Regions from separate parts of the Mus musculus genome. Here regions 1, 2 and 3 are each linked to region 4. Evidence: chromatin contacts called from public Hi-C, capture Hi-C and promoter capture Hi-C data. All regions are on one chromosome and are shown on one strand. The core of a region is the stretch at or near the end of the contact, and the rest is flanking DNA. Distances in the headings are between cores, read along the strand shown. Region 1 holds the start of Phc2 (polyhomeotic 2). Region 2 holds the start of Gjb3 (gap junction protein, beta 3). Region 3 has its middle 26 kb from the start of Gm40252. Region 4 holds the start of Csmd2 (CUB and Sushi multiple domains 2).

Region 1 (2,931 bases), core at 403-2,902, 670 kb after region 4:
GATGACAGGCAACTTCTGTGTCCCACTGCCAGGAAGGGAGGAGAGATCTGAGCACGTGGGTTGTGTATCTCATGGGAGATCCTGGGCCAGATGTGGAAATGACCACAGTTAGCAAGGATGGGGTCTTACCCACGGGACCAGGCCTATATTACATATCTTTTATACATTAATTCTTTAATGGCTCTTACCCACTGGACCAGGCCTGTGTAACTAATACATTAGTTCTTTAATGCTTCCAACATTCCTATCCTGTCTTATTGGTGAAGAAACTGAGGCACAAACAGATTATAGAACTTGCCATAGATCACACGGCTGATGAATGGCTAAGCAGAATGTTAACCCAAGTAGGTTTGCCTCTCTGTCTGTGCTCTTAAGTCGCAGTTTAGAAGGAAATTGGATTTTAAGTCAGTCTGGTGGGAAGAAATATTTATATATTTTAAATGATCTTAAAGTGTCTAGATAGTTCATTTAAACCACAGGGCCTAATCCAGTAATCCGTCCATGCTACATTAAAATCAGTGAACCACTGAACTAAACAAGTCCATGGGAGTGCTTGTCCCTTTAAGTGAATTACCAGATCAACAGAGATGAAGGCAGAGAGACAGAATCCTAGAGTCCCCTACCAACTGGGTGACTTTATGTTTTGTGACTTCAACACTTGCCACTTGTCACGGAATATATTTCAATCTTGAGTGACAGTCCTATTAGGGAAGGTGTTCTTATGCCTAAACCTAAGTTCAATGAGCCTGGTATAATGAGGTGCCTTTAGAATATAGCTTTGGAGTAGGATAAGCCAGGATTGGAATCTAAATGTGTGAAGTACTGGAGGAATAAGTATGGACATTTCCTTGCCCAGCTTCGATGGTTCAGTGTCTGGATCAGTAAAGTGGCCATAGCAACAGTGCAATTAAGAGTGGATGTAAAATTTTTTGATAGCTTGAGCACACATGGATTGAATGATTAACTATAGGCTCCTAACAGCTGTTTGGCCCAGGCCTCATCTGTAATATGTGTACCGGGTTTATGCCTCAGAAGGACATTGTCGGGCAGTGCAAAGGTGCTCCACTGCTGATGTATGAAATTTCTTTCGACTGTTTGTATACAGTCTTCCCCTCCACCGCTTGGAATTGTGAAGAACGCAGGAGAGCCCTGGGCCTGATGTTCTCACATTTCCACTTTACAATGTAGTGTGGTGGTTGTGTGACTTTGGGTGTGTGGCTGAGCCTCTCTGAGCATAAACTCGCCCCAGTATCAAATTAAGTTTATGATATGTACTTCCTAAAGCTACCAGAGAGTTAGCTGCAGAAAAGTGTGAGGCACGTGGTTTAAGTGTTCAGAGCCTTTCCGGAATCTGAATTTCCCTGTCTAGACCAATTTGAGGTGCTCTCCATATGCAGAATAGGAAAAGTACCCGGAGTCCCAGTGCGGAGTTCAGGTAGAGGAGATGCTCCAAAGGGATGGCAAGGCTCCAGAGCCTGCGCCCCCTCCTCCGCCCTCCCCTCCGTTGCCATGGCCACCGGTTCAGTCCCAGAGCAGCACCAAGGCGTGTTCAATTCAATCTCCGCCTTCTCCGAGTGACGATTGGCTGGAGTGGGCACGTGACACTCTCCGGTATGCTAATACATGGTAATCGCCCCCCAGGCCCCTCCTCCGCGGGCCACAGCTGGGCAGCCAGCAGGGTGCGCGGCGGAGAGCCGAGGGGGCGGGCTGAGGGGCGGCCCCGGGAGAGCGCGGCCAGGTGGAGGAGGAGCGCGGAGGCCACCGCAGGTAACGGGCGGGCGCGTGCGCGCTGGGGCCGGCTGGCGGCGGCGGGGCGGCGCGCGGGGGACACCCGGCGTCGCGCGGCGGGTTTAACCCTTTGGGCACCCAGCTGTCACGGTGCGGCGAGAGGGCCCTGCGGCGCAAGGCTGGGCAGCGCGGTGGACACCGGTTCACCGCCGACGCGGACCCGGCCGCGATGAGGACCGCGGCGATCTCTGGAGTCAGGGTTTGCGGGAGGCAGTAGGAGAGCCGCTGAAGTCCCTGCAGTCGCGTGATCTCGGGGGCGCGTGGCCTTCTTACATGGAGAGGCCCGCCCCTGCGGCCCGTGTCCTCTGGGGGACTGTGGAGACACCGGGGTCCGGCCTCCCCACCGCGCGCCTGCTCTTCCGTGGCCTGACAGCCCAGCCACAGGCACTTTAGATACCGAGTTAAGCCTGGTGGGGGTTGCTGGGCATCGAAGGCGAGATCGAGATGGTGCGTTGGGGAGCAAACTGTGGTTGTTGTTACTGGAAGAAAAGAGCTCTCTCCTTAAGCAAAGCAGGTCCCACGGTAGAGAAGGAGGGGTGCCCAAGGTAGGCACTGCCCCCTGTTTTCTGACCTGACAACCGTGGGGAACAGACCTTGGGCACTAGAGTATGTTGTCGTGTCCAGAGGAAGCTCCTGTTTTGCTTTAGTTTCTGGCGTATTCTTTTAATGGCTAGGTTTAAATCAACTTCCTCCTCCATCTCCGCGCCTAGGTCTGCTACAGAAATGTTGTCTTCTAATTACCCCTTCCCCCAATTCACTAAGACTGGTGGCCGCATTAGGCTCGTGGTGTAATTTAGCCTTCGCCACAATAGAAATGCTAGCACGGAGCTGTGCTGCTAATATCAAGCCAGCCCCAGGAGGTTTAGTGTGGAGGGGAAATGCTCCAGTCTCTGGGGTATGAAAAGCAGACTAATGTGCTCTCATGGTCGGAGCTTACTTTATGAGTCTCAAATCGTTTCTTCACAACAAGGGGAAACGTGCTTCCACATGAAAAGTCCCAGCGACCAAACCTAGGTTTGCAAATCAAATGCGAATTGTACTTGCAGGTTGCGTATTTATCAACACAACGACAAACACTTGGTATAAACCAGGCACGCTGTTGTGTCTAGAGGATGCTACACTGACTAAGATAATTAGCCCTTG
Region 2 (2,983 bases), core at 468-2,967, 660 kb before region 4:
GGAATGCTCTTCCTTTCTACCCTACTCATTAAGGAGGCATCTCTGTTCCAATATCCCCTTAGGGTCTGTTCTCAAATTACTTCGAGTCTGAACCCGCCCTGGTCAGTCTGTTCCTGTTTCCCTTGGTTTTAGTAGCCCTCAAACTCAATTTGCAATTTAAACCTTGGTCTTTTGTTTGTTTGTTTTTGTTCCCATTTATCATCTGCCTGTCCAATTAACATGCCTACTTGACTGGCTGGCTGCTTCAAGTTTGGTATCACTCAGTGTTCATTCAGTAGGCACTGGATTTGCACACTCAATTCAGAGCTTGAGAGTGGAGTTCTCAGAGAGGCTGTGGGAGGGCTGGGCAGAACGGCAGAGGACCAACCGAGCCAGGAATTAGATGGCAGTATTGCTGCCCTCCACAGGGTCTGTCTTTTGAGAATCTCAGTTCTCGACTAGATGGGGGTATCTGGGAAGCCCTAGAGCGTGAAGACCCTTATGGGTTTGGTCCTGGCACTTACTTTTAAACCTTCCAGGGAGGGCCAAAGATTAGCACCTGGATTCTGACCCCCCAGGAAATGCCAGGACTGCGTTTACTAGCTGGGAGAAATCCAAGAGAATTCTGTAATGTCGCTAACCCTGTTCCTTATCTCTTATCTTGGATTACTGCAAGAATCTTCGACTGTTCCCTCCCCAGCCGGCTCTTCCTGGGAGTGCTCAAGGAGAGTGAAGGGGAGGAGGAGTTCCTTCCACCCGGTACCCCCTAAGGATGCCACGTCTGGGGCTCCCCATTTTGGTGCAGGCTACCTAGTCCCTTCTAAGACACACCCCGAGACAGACTCACCTGAAAAGAATTTCTCGCCTAGCCCGTGCTGAGGACTGGCAGAGCCGGTTCTGGATCCCCTGTTGCCCCCCAACTCCCGTTTCCAGCTACTAGAACGATTATTACTATTTTTTTAATCCAGTTTTTATCCAGCTGCGGGACCCAACCGCTCCATCTCTTTCTACCCCGCAGCACTGTGGCTGGCCCCAAAGGTATAGCTCCCCTCTTGGGCCCCGGGCCCCGTTTCCTTCCTTTCTAGACAGTTTGGGAGCTTTGTGAACCTGTGACTCGCGCGCGCGCGCGCGCGCGTGCGGGTGTGTATGTCCCCTTCTGTGAACCTTCCAGTGTCCGGAACCGCCACCTGCTCCAGAATGCTGGTGTATGTATGAGTGTGTGGGGTGGAAGTGGGAGTGGGGGCGGGGAGCAGAGCTTTGGGTTAGGGTGCTCCTTCCCTGCGCTTCTGCAGCATTAAATCTCCATGCTGGGCGCGTGGGCAGGCCCCAGTCCAGCCCCCCAGGGGATCCCCATAGAGAGGGGTTCTCAGCTGCCTTGGATTGTCGCCCCTTCCCGGTACTTACAGTCAGCGGCGCCGCCACCGTGGGAGCCTGGCTCCACGTGCCCAAGACCCACAGCAGAGGAGGAACGAGGCGGGAGCCAAGCCGAGCTCTGTGGCCTCGGTGAGGCTCCTGGCCAGCACAGCCAGAGGCAGCGTGGAGGAGGGGCGGCCGGGGAGGAGCCCGGAGTCGCCTCAGGGATGCAAGTTCTAATCCAGGAGCAGCTGCGCTGACTAGGGAACAGCAGGCTCCTTTGCGGAGGCTCCGCGTGCTCGCCTGTGGAATGGGGGCATTGGTGGCCACTGGCAGGGCTGTTGCAAGGACTGCAATGACATTAGGGTGTGAAACACCTTGCAAACTGTTAAGTGCCGTGGCAGTAGGGATGGCAATAAATGACACGCCTACGCTGGTTACCACGGATACCCCGTCTGCGCCCTGCCCATTTGGATCCCAGCCTGCTGCAAAGTTTCAAAGTTTTCGTACGCTCTTGGGGGCCCCCCTCCCGCCCTGTTTGCATCCCTGATGGCATTTTCCAGGGAGGCAGTGTATCTTTGAGACAGTCTTTCGGGGCTCACACTGTGCTGGCCACCGGAAGGGACACAACCAGGAAAAGAAATCTCAGGGGCAAGGATGGTGTTTGGAGAGATTTTAGATGACCCAGTCTGCCCAAAGGAGTGTGAAGCAGGGTGGGAGGCCCAGCTTGTGAAGGGTGGGAGACCTGCGCTTGAGGGGCTCTGGAGACTAAGATGTTCAGTCTTATTCGTGGGCCAGGACTGAGATCCTAAAAGCCCTATCGCCCCAGGAACGGAAATCCAGGGTTTCCCTGGGATCCCCAGATCTTACTCACAACCTTGCCCGAGGCTTCACTGTCTAGACAGAGATGACTGATGCCCGACCCTGGTAACCATTCATTCCACTTGCTGGGACGATATCCATTGATGCGGGCTTCTGATCTACAAAAGGCAGCCTACATTAGGAGGCTCTGTTACTGTCTCCTACTACCCAGAAGGATTCCCGTTCGCCTGAGCGGAGCGCCTGAGACAAGGTTGCTTCTCTTAGGAGCTGCATATCATTCATACAGCACGCAAAGGAAAGATCTCTGATCTACATTGAAAAGAGAAAAGGAGAGGCCCCGAGATAAACCCAGGGACACATAGAAGTAACAGAGCCAACTCCAGGGACCTCAGTGACGTTGGCATTGGCTACGGCAAAGCCCTGTGGCAGAGGCTACCTTGTGCTTGCTATGGGCAGAGCAATTATCAGCACTATGGCTGGGCAGTGCCAGTTTTGTTGTTGTTGTTTTTTTTTTTTTTTTTTTTTTTTCTGGATGACTCTGCTAATGTGCCTGGGTGATGGGATTGGGGGACCCTGACCCTGCCACCTGCTGCTCATTCTCAATTATTTCCCTAGACTTCAGAGCAAAATGCCTGGTCCCATTTCCTCACCTCCCACTCATGCTTCAACCCACCAGAAGATTTCTGTCCCTGCTGTGCTACAAGAAAAGCCTTGTCAAGGTAACTCTGATCTCCACGATGCTAAATCCCACACAGTAATAAATCCGTGACCTCCTGAAACAGCTGTCACAGAGTCCCGCCTTTCTTCTTGAAGCACCTTCCACCCCCAG
Region 3 (3,039 bases), core at 173-2,672, 550 kb before region 4:
GCCTGGCAGAGTTTTGTAAAGTTAGCCACACATGTACCACAGGCTCTGGCTGTCCTAGCCCTGGGTAACTAAAGAAGGGCAATCTTATGATCGCCACAGAAGCCTGTACACAAACAGCTGATTTAGTCATTAAGTCTGTAGGAACAGGGAATCCTAGGCTGAGTTATGCAATAGTATGGTTGAGTCTCAAAGTGTTAAGTGAAAGAAACCATTTTCTAAAATGCATACTTTACAGTTTTGTTTCTATGATGTCTTAGTCTTTTGGGTTGACACTCTGTAAAACCTCTGACAAGGTTACCCATAAAGAAAAATTGTATTTCTCATAGCTCTGGAGTATATGGGAAGTCCAACATCAAGGTGGTAGCATATGGTGAGGGCTTTCCTGCTATGCATCCGGACCTGGACTGCTTGAGAGAGAACAAGGCTCTCTCCCCATGAGTTGTTGCATATCTAACTGTGAGGGTGGAGACTTTGCGCTCTAACCTCCCATTGGGGCCCATCTCTCCACACCTGTTGTGATGGGGTTTGGGTTCCCAAATCCTGCCTTTGGGGGCTGGGCTCAAACTAAGCATGTGATATTCTGGAAACTTATCAGCTCAGAGAGAGGATGGACTGCTGGCTCGCCATGGTGGAAGGAGATGGACTCTGAAGGAGCAGCGTGCAGGTGTATCCTGGGTGAGGACACAGTGGAGTCCTAACTGGGAACAGCTACACATCTCTATGCTCTGTTGCATCTGGCAGAGCTGTACACCAGAACAAGTTGATTTTTCCATATTTAAAGTTAAAAATATGTATGATGTGGAGCAAAAGCTGTGCTGGGTGGGAAGATTCTAGTGCTAAGTGCTCTTCCCAGAAAAGAAGGCTGAGTTAATTAACTGGAACACGGCTTGGCTTTAGCTTCGGCGCTGCTGAGGTTCTGGGCTGGAGATGGGAGCTGGTTACTAAAGTGAGGGAGGTAGGGAAGGGGGCTTGCTCACTGTAGGGTGCTTAACAAAATCCCTTGAAACAGACACACTGTGTGCTGCTGCCATCCTGTCTCCAGTCATGATCATCATAGGTGCAACACCGCCTCTGGCTGAGAAGACCTGCACTGAACGGAGGATGAGGAGCAGAAAAAAAAGATCCAAAAATAAGAAGGCAGAAAAGAACAAAAAAACCAAAATAACAGCGAAAGAGGGAAGTCAAGGCTAGCAAGAGCTCAGAGGGGAAAGGTGCTTGCTGCCAAGCTTCATGACCTGAGTCACAATGCTCACAAATTGTCCTCTAACCTCTGCATGTAGGTTATAGTATGGGTACATGCATACATATAAAAAATGTAATGAAACCCACGGAAATCAGACACGCATCAGAGAGAGTTGTTTGTGAAAGGTGGTAAGACTGAGAAATCTCTGGTGAGAGTTGTCAGGGAGACGGGAGGCAGACAAAACAGAGGGATAAAAAGGAACATGCCCAAGATGCTTAGATGCAAATGGTCACTGAGAACAACGAGCAGCTTGGTGCTAGTCATTTGGAAAATGTAGGTGAGACGCAAAAATTTTCTGGAGAAATATAAACCCCAGAAGCCATCCAAGGAAGAAATCTAAAGCTTGCACGGTCTTACAGTTTTTAAATAAGTGAAATTATCAATTTTGTGATTTTTTTTAAACAAAAGAAAATACCAGATACTCCCACATGATTTTATTAGTGAGTTCTAGCGAGCATTTGAGAAATCAATACCTCCAAACTAGACAAAGAGGAAACACGACCCAGCCCATTTCGTGAGCCTAGCATTATCTTTAGCAGAAATTCTGACAGTAGGGGAGGGGAACGCAGATGCATCGCTCTGAGCCAAATATCGGCCGACAGAATTCTGCGGTACAGAAGCATGCTAACGTGCCCTAAGCTAACCTGCACAAGGAACGGAAGGTTGTGTTCATCTTAGAGCATAAAAAAAAAAATCAATGTGATTCCTTATACTAACAATGAAAGGAGAGAGCAATTAGATCCTTGTAACACACACACACACACACACACACACACACACACAATGGAATAAACTCCAATGCTGATGTGTACTTCTTTTTAAAAGTCTTTGGGAACCAACGATAAAAGACGATTCCTCCACTTCACTGCACATCACCCCTAAAAACCTCACTCTAAATACTACGCCTAAAGGTGAGACTTTAGAATATCCTCTGTGAGACAAACCACACACACACACACACACACACACACACACACAAAACCAGGCTCCTTGCCTGCAGTGATGACGTACGTCTCTCTAAGATATACCAAAGGTCTCCGCTGACAGAGCTAGACAAATATCATACACAATAAAGTAAAAGAAGAAATAAGGATTGGGATCATCAGACTCATTATTTTGAGATGATGGATAGTAAACACGGGACTCTCCGGAGAATCGGACAATACATTATTAGAACTAATAAAAGCTCTCTGGATGTAGAGCCAGCATAAATTTAATTGGATTTTCTACATGGACAACACACAGATGGAATTGTGCTTAAAGTCGACGTCATTTACAGTAGCATCAATAAAATAAAATAGCCAGGGATAAACCTAAAACGTGTGGTGCAGCATAGGGGAAATATAAAGTTTATATATATAAAATAGATCGGAAGGAAATGATGTAAAAATGTTTGCATTCCCAAATCGATCTGTATATTCAATGCAATTCCGATAAAGATCCAGCATATTTAATTTTGCAAAGATCCCAACACACTGGTTTGAGCTTTATAGGAGGGCTTGAGGTGAATCTCTGTGGTAGAATGATCATCTGCTGTGGAGGTCTGGTCTGAATATGCTTGGCCCATGGGAAGTGGCACTAGTAGGAGGCTTGGCCTTGTTGGAGTAGGCATGGCCTTTTGGAGTAGGCGTGGCCTTATTGGAGTAGGCATGGCCTTGTTGAAGTAGGTGTGGCCTTGCTGGAATAGGTGTGGCCTTGCTGGAGTAGGTGTGGCCTTGCTGGAGTAGGTGTGGCCTTTGTTGGAGGGAGTTGGTCACTGTAGGACTGGGCTTTGAGGGCCTATGCTCAAACTTCCC
Region 4 (2,861 bases), core at 247-2,746:
CCATCAGGGTTCCCGGGCTCCTGAGCCTCCAGGATGACAGAACGCCAGCTTGGCCAAATCACTTGATTGCCAGACTGCCTAAACGCAAGATCTGCCTCTCTGGGTGACTCTGGCAGAGGGGGGTGGGGTGGGATGTACATCGGCAGGTGCTTTTACGCTGCGCTCGCCAGGCGGAGCCTTCTCCCCCTGCCATGTTGCTCGCGGTCCTCTCCGGCCTCCCTCATCTCCCTAGGCGTCTCTTCGCCCTAGGCAAGAGTTTGGCGTAGGCAACGAAGGGGCCCTCGTGACTGGCAGAGCAGCCTAGGGTAGACCAGCCTGAGACCGCTGCTGAGGCGGAGGGGGGTTGGTGTGTGTGTGTGTGTGTGTGGGGGGGAACTACGCTGCGCCCTTGTGGGTCTGAAGGCAGCCGCTACCAGCCTGTAGAAGATAAGGGTTCACTTCCTTGGGAGAAACTCATCTGGTTTGGGGCCCTGGTTGGGTGGGTATGGGGGACAAGCAGAGTCCAGTCACTTAAATTAGAGGGTAAATTGTTCAAGGGACTCGTACACAACACTTCCATCAATCCCATACCCGCTCCCGCCCCCAATCTCAGTATACATCCCTGCGGTTTTGTCTTAGACTAGGGGTAGGACTGCCCTGGACTGAATGAAGGGACCATTCACCACCCCCACCCCTCCTGTTTCACTCACCCTTCAATTCTTAACCCTGTCTTCTTCTGTGTCCACGAACCCATCTCCTGGGGTGGGCTACAGCTAGCTGAGCTCCAGAGTGTCCTCCCCAGACCCAAGACTACAAGTTCAAAGCCAGTACCCAAGATTTTCTCGCAAGACCCACGACTCCGGGGAACTGCAATCTTCTTTGGTTACCTCTCCCCAGACAGTATTCCCATTTCCAAACGTGGAGGAGGCGTGTGTGTGTGTGCCTGAGTATGCAAGAGTGTGTGTTTCTGTGCGTGAGTGCGTGTGTGTGTGTGTGTGTGTGTGTGTGTGTGTGTGTACACGGGAGGGGATGTACTGATGGTGATCTTTTACATGAAAACCGGAGGACTGAACTTAAAAGAAACTGGTCAATTGTAGAACAAATAGGAATAAACAACCCTTTAGATGTAATTTGTGGTTTATTAGGGGGTGCAGGTGGCGCTGAAGAACACCCCCCCATCCAGTTTTTTTTTTTTCCTTAACTGCGCCTCCACCCCCAGCATTTGGAGCGGCGGAGAAGCGGCTCCGGAGTGATTAATCCGGGGATAATTCACCCCCCCCCCGCCCCCCGGCGCGAACCCCGCGAAGCGGGATTGGAGCGAGTCATTTCCGAGAGCGCAGCGCGCCTCTCCCCGGCCGGGCGGACACTTGGTTCATTCCAGCCGCAGAAGCTCAGGGCTCCCGCGTACCGGGATTTTTTTCCCCCCCTCCCGGAGCAGGAAGAAAAAAAAAAAAAAAAAAAAAAAAAAAAGCTACAGAGCTCTCCTGACCTCCTTTCTCCTCGGCGGCGGGCGAAGCCTCTCCCTCGGGCTGCTGGCCGCGCTATGCCGCGCTCGCGGGGACCGGAGCAAGGATGTTGCGGCTGCCCGGCAGTGAGGGCTCGCGGCGAAATCGGGATTTGGGCGCTTGTGCCGGGTACCGGGAGTCGCTGGGGCCGCCCGCCGCCACCACCACCGCCGCCACCACCGCCGCCACCGCTGCTGCTGCTGCTGGGCTGGGGGCTGCTCAGTGCCTCGGCTGCCGCGGGTGAGTCTGACCGCGCCGCCCGCCCCACCCGAGCCCACCCAACCTCGACGCGGTCCCAGTCCCTTCCCCCACCTCGGCTTGGCTTCCTTCTTCCGATTACCCACCCTGCTGCTCATCCTCCTCTCTGTCTGCCCAGATCACCTACTCCATCTTCGACCACATCCTCACCTCTACCCTCATGGATGTCCCCAACCCCAGCTACAACTTAGCCGGATCCGGCCGGTATGGGGGGCCTGGGAGACAGACATCCCCCTCCATGGGTTGCGGGCCACCTGGACTGTGGCTTCAGTTTCTCCTGTCTCCCAGCCCCCCAAGATGCCAAGCTTTTCCGGGATAAACTTTCCCAGAGCCATACTCCCCCATCTCTCCCCATTCCGCCTGGCACACCCGTCCTGGGGGTTGGAGAGTCTCGGCGCGCCCCCTCCGCGTCTGGAGGGTCTGTCTTTCCCTGCCCCCGCCCATTTTCTCCGACCAAAGCCTTTGCCCCCGCCCAAACAGCCCTGAGACTGCGGTCACCACCCACCTCCTCAGACGCCCTCCGCCCGCCCCCTCGGTGCTTGGGCTGGGGGCGGGATGCAGGTGGGCGCGCGCCCAGGTCGGGGGTCCGTGCAATCTTTCTTGAAGGGCTCATGTGAAGATCTGAAGGGGGGTTGAACCACTGGAGGTGGAGGAGGAGGTCGTGCCGGGTGGGGAGGGAGGAGGGGGAATGTCACTGCCAGGGTCCGTGCCGACACATCCCCTCTACTGGCTCCTACTCCGCGCCAAAGTGCCCTTTCCCGCGCCCTGCTGCAGCCAAACGCCTGGGCTGCGGCATCCGTGGCTCGGGTGGCAGACTCGATCTCCTTAAGCCAGCCCGGACAGACCTGAAGGGTGTGGAGAGTCGCGGGACTTTAGGATGGATGTGTGGTTGCAGCTTACAGTTCCTGGGAGAGAGGCATGTGGACCCTTTAGTGAGCCCAGTTGCTCTAAAGGTTGTTGGTTTCAACTGGTCTTCTACTTTACCCACGGCACCTTCAGATGCTTAGCCACAACCTAGAAAGTTCCGTGTGCCCGTGGGGGGACCGGTCCAAACGGGGATGCCTGGAGCTGCGTTTTCACTTTACTGGATGCTGACACCCGCTGGGGAAGAACACCCGA

The links. Promoter capture Hi-C pulls out the DNA fragments that hold promoters and counts their contacts. A called contact is a pair of places that touch in the nucleus more often than the background predicts. Capture Hi-C pulls out chosen DNA fragments and counts their contacts.
Region 1: a contact with region 4 is called in a capture Hi-C map of embryonic stem cells, with 4 times the contacts expected there. The contact joins the promoter of Phc2 here to the promoter of Csmd2 in region 4. A contact is called at or near these places in 2 of 484 Hi-C or Micro-C datasets (both in embryonic stem cells), 4 of 115 datasets of contacts at active chromatin or transcription factors (astrocytes, embryonic hindbrain, embryonic stem cells and 1 more) and 1 of 9 other capture datasets (embryonic stem cells).
Region 2: a contact with region 4 is called in a promoter capture Hi-C map of neural stem cells. The contact joins the promoter of Gjb3 here to the promoter of Csmd2 in region 4. A contact is called at or near these places in 2 of 39 promoter capture datasets (neural stem cells and second pharyngeal arch cranial neural crest) and 3 of 115 datasets of contacts at active chromatin or transcription factors (astrocytes, embryonic forebrain and forebrain).
Region 3: a Hi-C map of cerebral cortex shows a contact between it and region 4, with 5 times the contacts expected there. The contact joins the enhancer-like site here to the promoter of Csmd2 in region 4. A contact is called at or near these places in 3 of 39 promoter capture datasets (cranial neural crest, hippocampal neurons and second pharyngeal arch cranial neural crest), 1 of 484 Hi-C or Micro-C datasets (cerebral cortex) and 6 of 115 datasets of contacts at active chromatin or transcription factors (astrocytes, embryonic forebrain, embryonic hindbrain and 3 more).

The regions. Positions count from the first base shown.
Region 1 is chr4:128,653,050-128,655,980 of GRCm38.p6, forward strand. Phc2 (polyhomeotic 2) reads left to right here and starts at 1,653. Exons shown (of 15, transcript NM_001195130.1): 1 at 1,653-1,767.
Region 2 is chr4:127,329,119-127,332,101 of GRCm38.p6, forward strand. It overlaps Gjb3 (gap junction protein, beta 3), which reads right to left and starts at 1,718. Exons shown (of 2, transcript NM_001160012.1): 1 at 1,384-1,718. Gm40251 (a long non-coding RNA gene) reads left to right here and starts at 245. Exons shown (of 4, transcript XR_868156.3): 1 at 245-1,017; 2 at 2,770-2,873.
Region 3 is chr4:127,441,364-127,444,402 of GRCm38.p6, forward strand. No RefSeq gene overlaps it. Among named protein-coding and RNA genes, the nearest start is that of Gm40252, 26 kb to the left of the region's middle. Within about 2 kb of position 1,423, at least 6 of the 459 cell types and tissues checked have an H3K27ac peak or open chromatin away from gene starts, as enhancers often do. A contact at or near this core is called in cerebral cortex, where this site is marked.
Region 4 is chr4:127,986,548-127,989,408 of GRCm38.p6, forward strand. Csmd2 (CUB and Sushi multiple domains 2) reads left to right here and starts at 1,497. Exons shown (of 71, transcript NM_001281955.1): 1 at 1,497-1,724. The coding sequence starts at 1,523. It also overlaps a transcript of CK137956 not described here.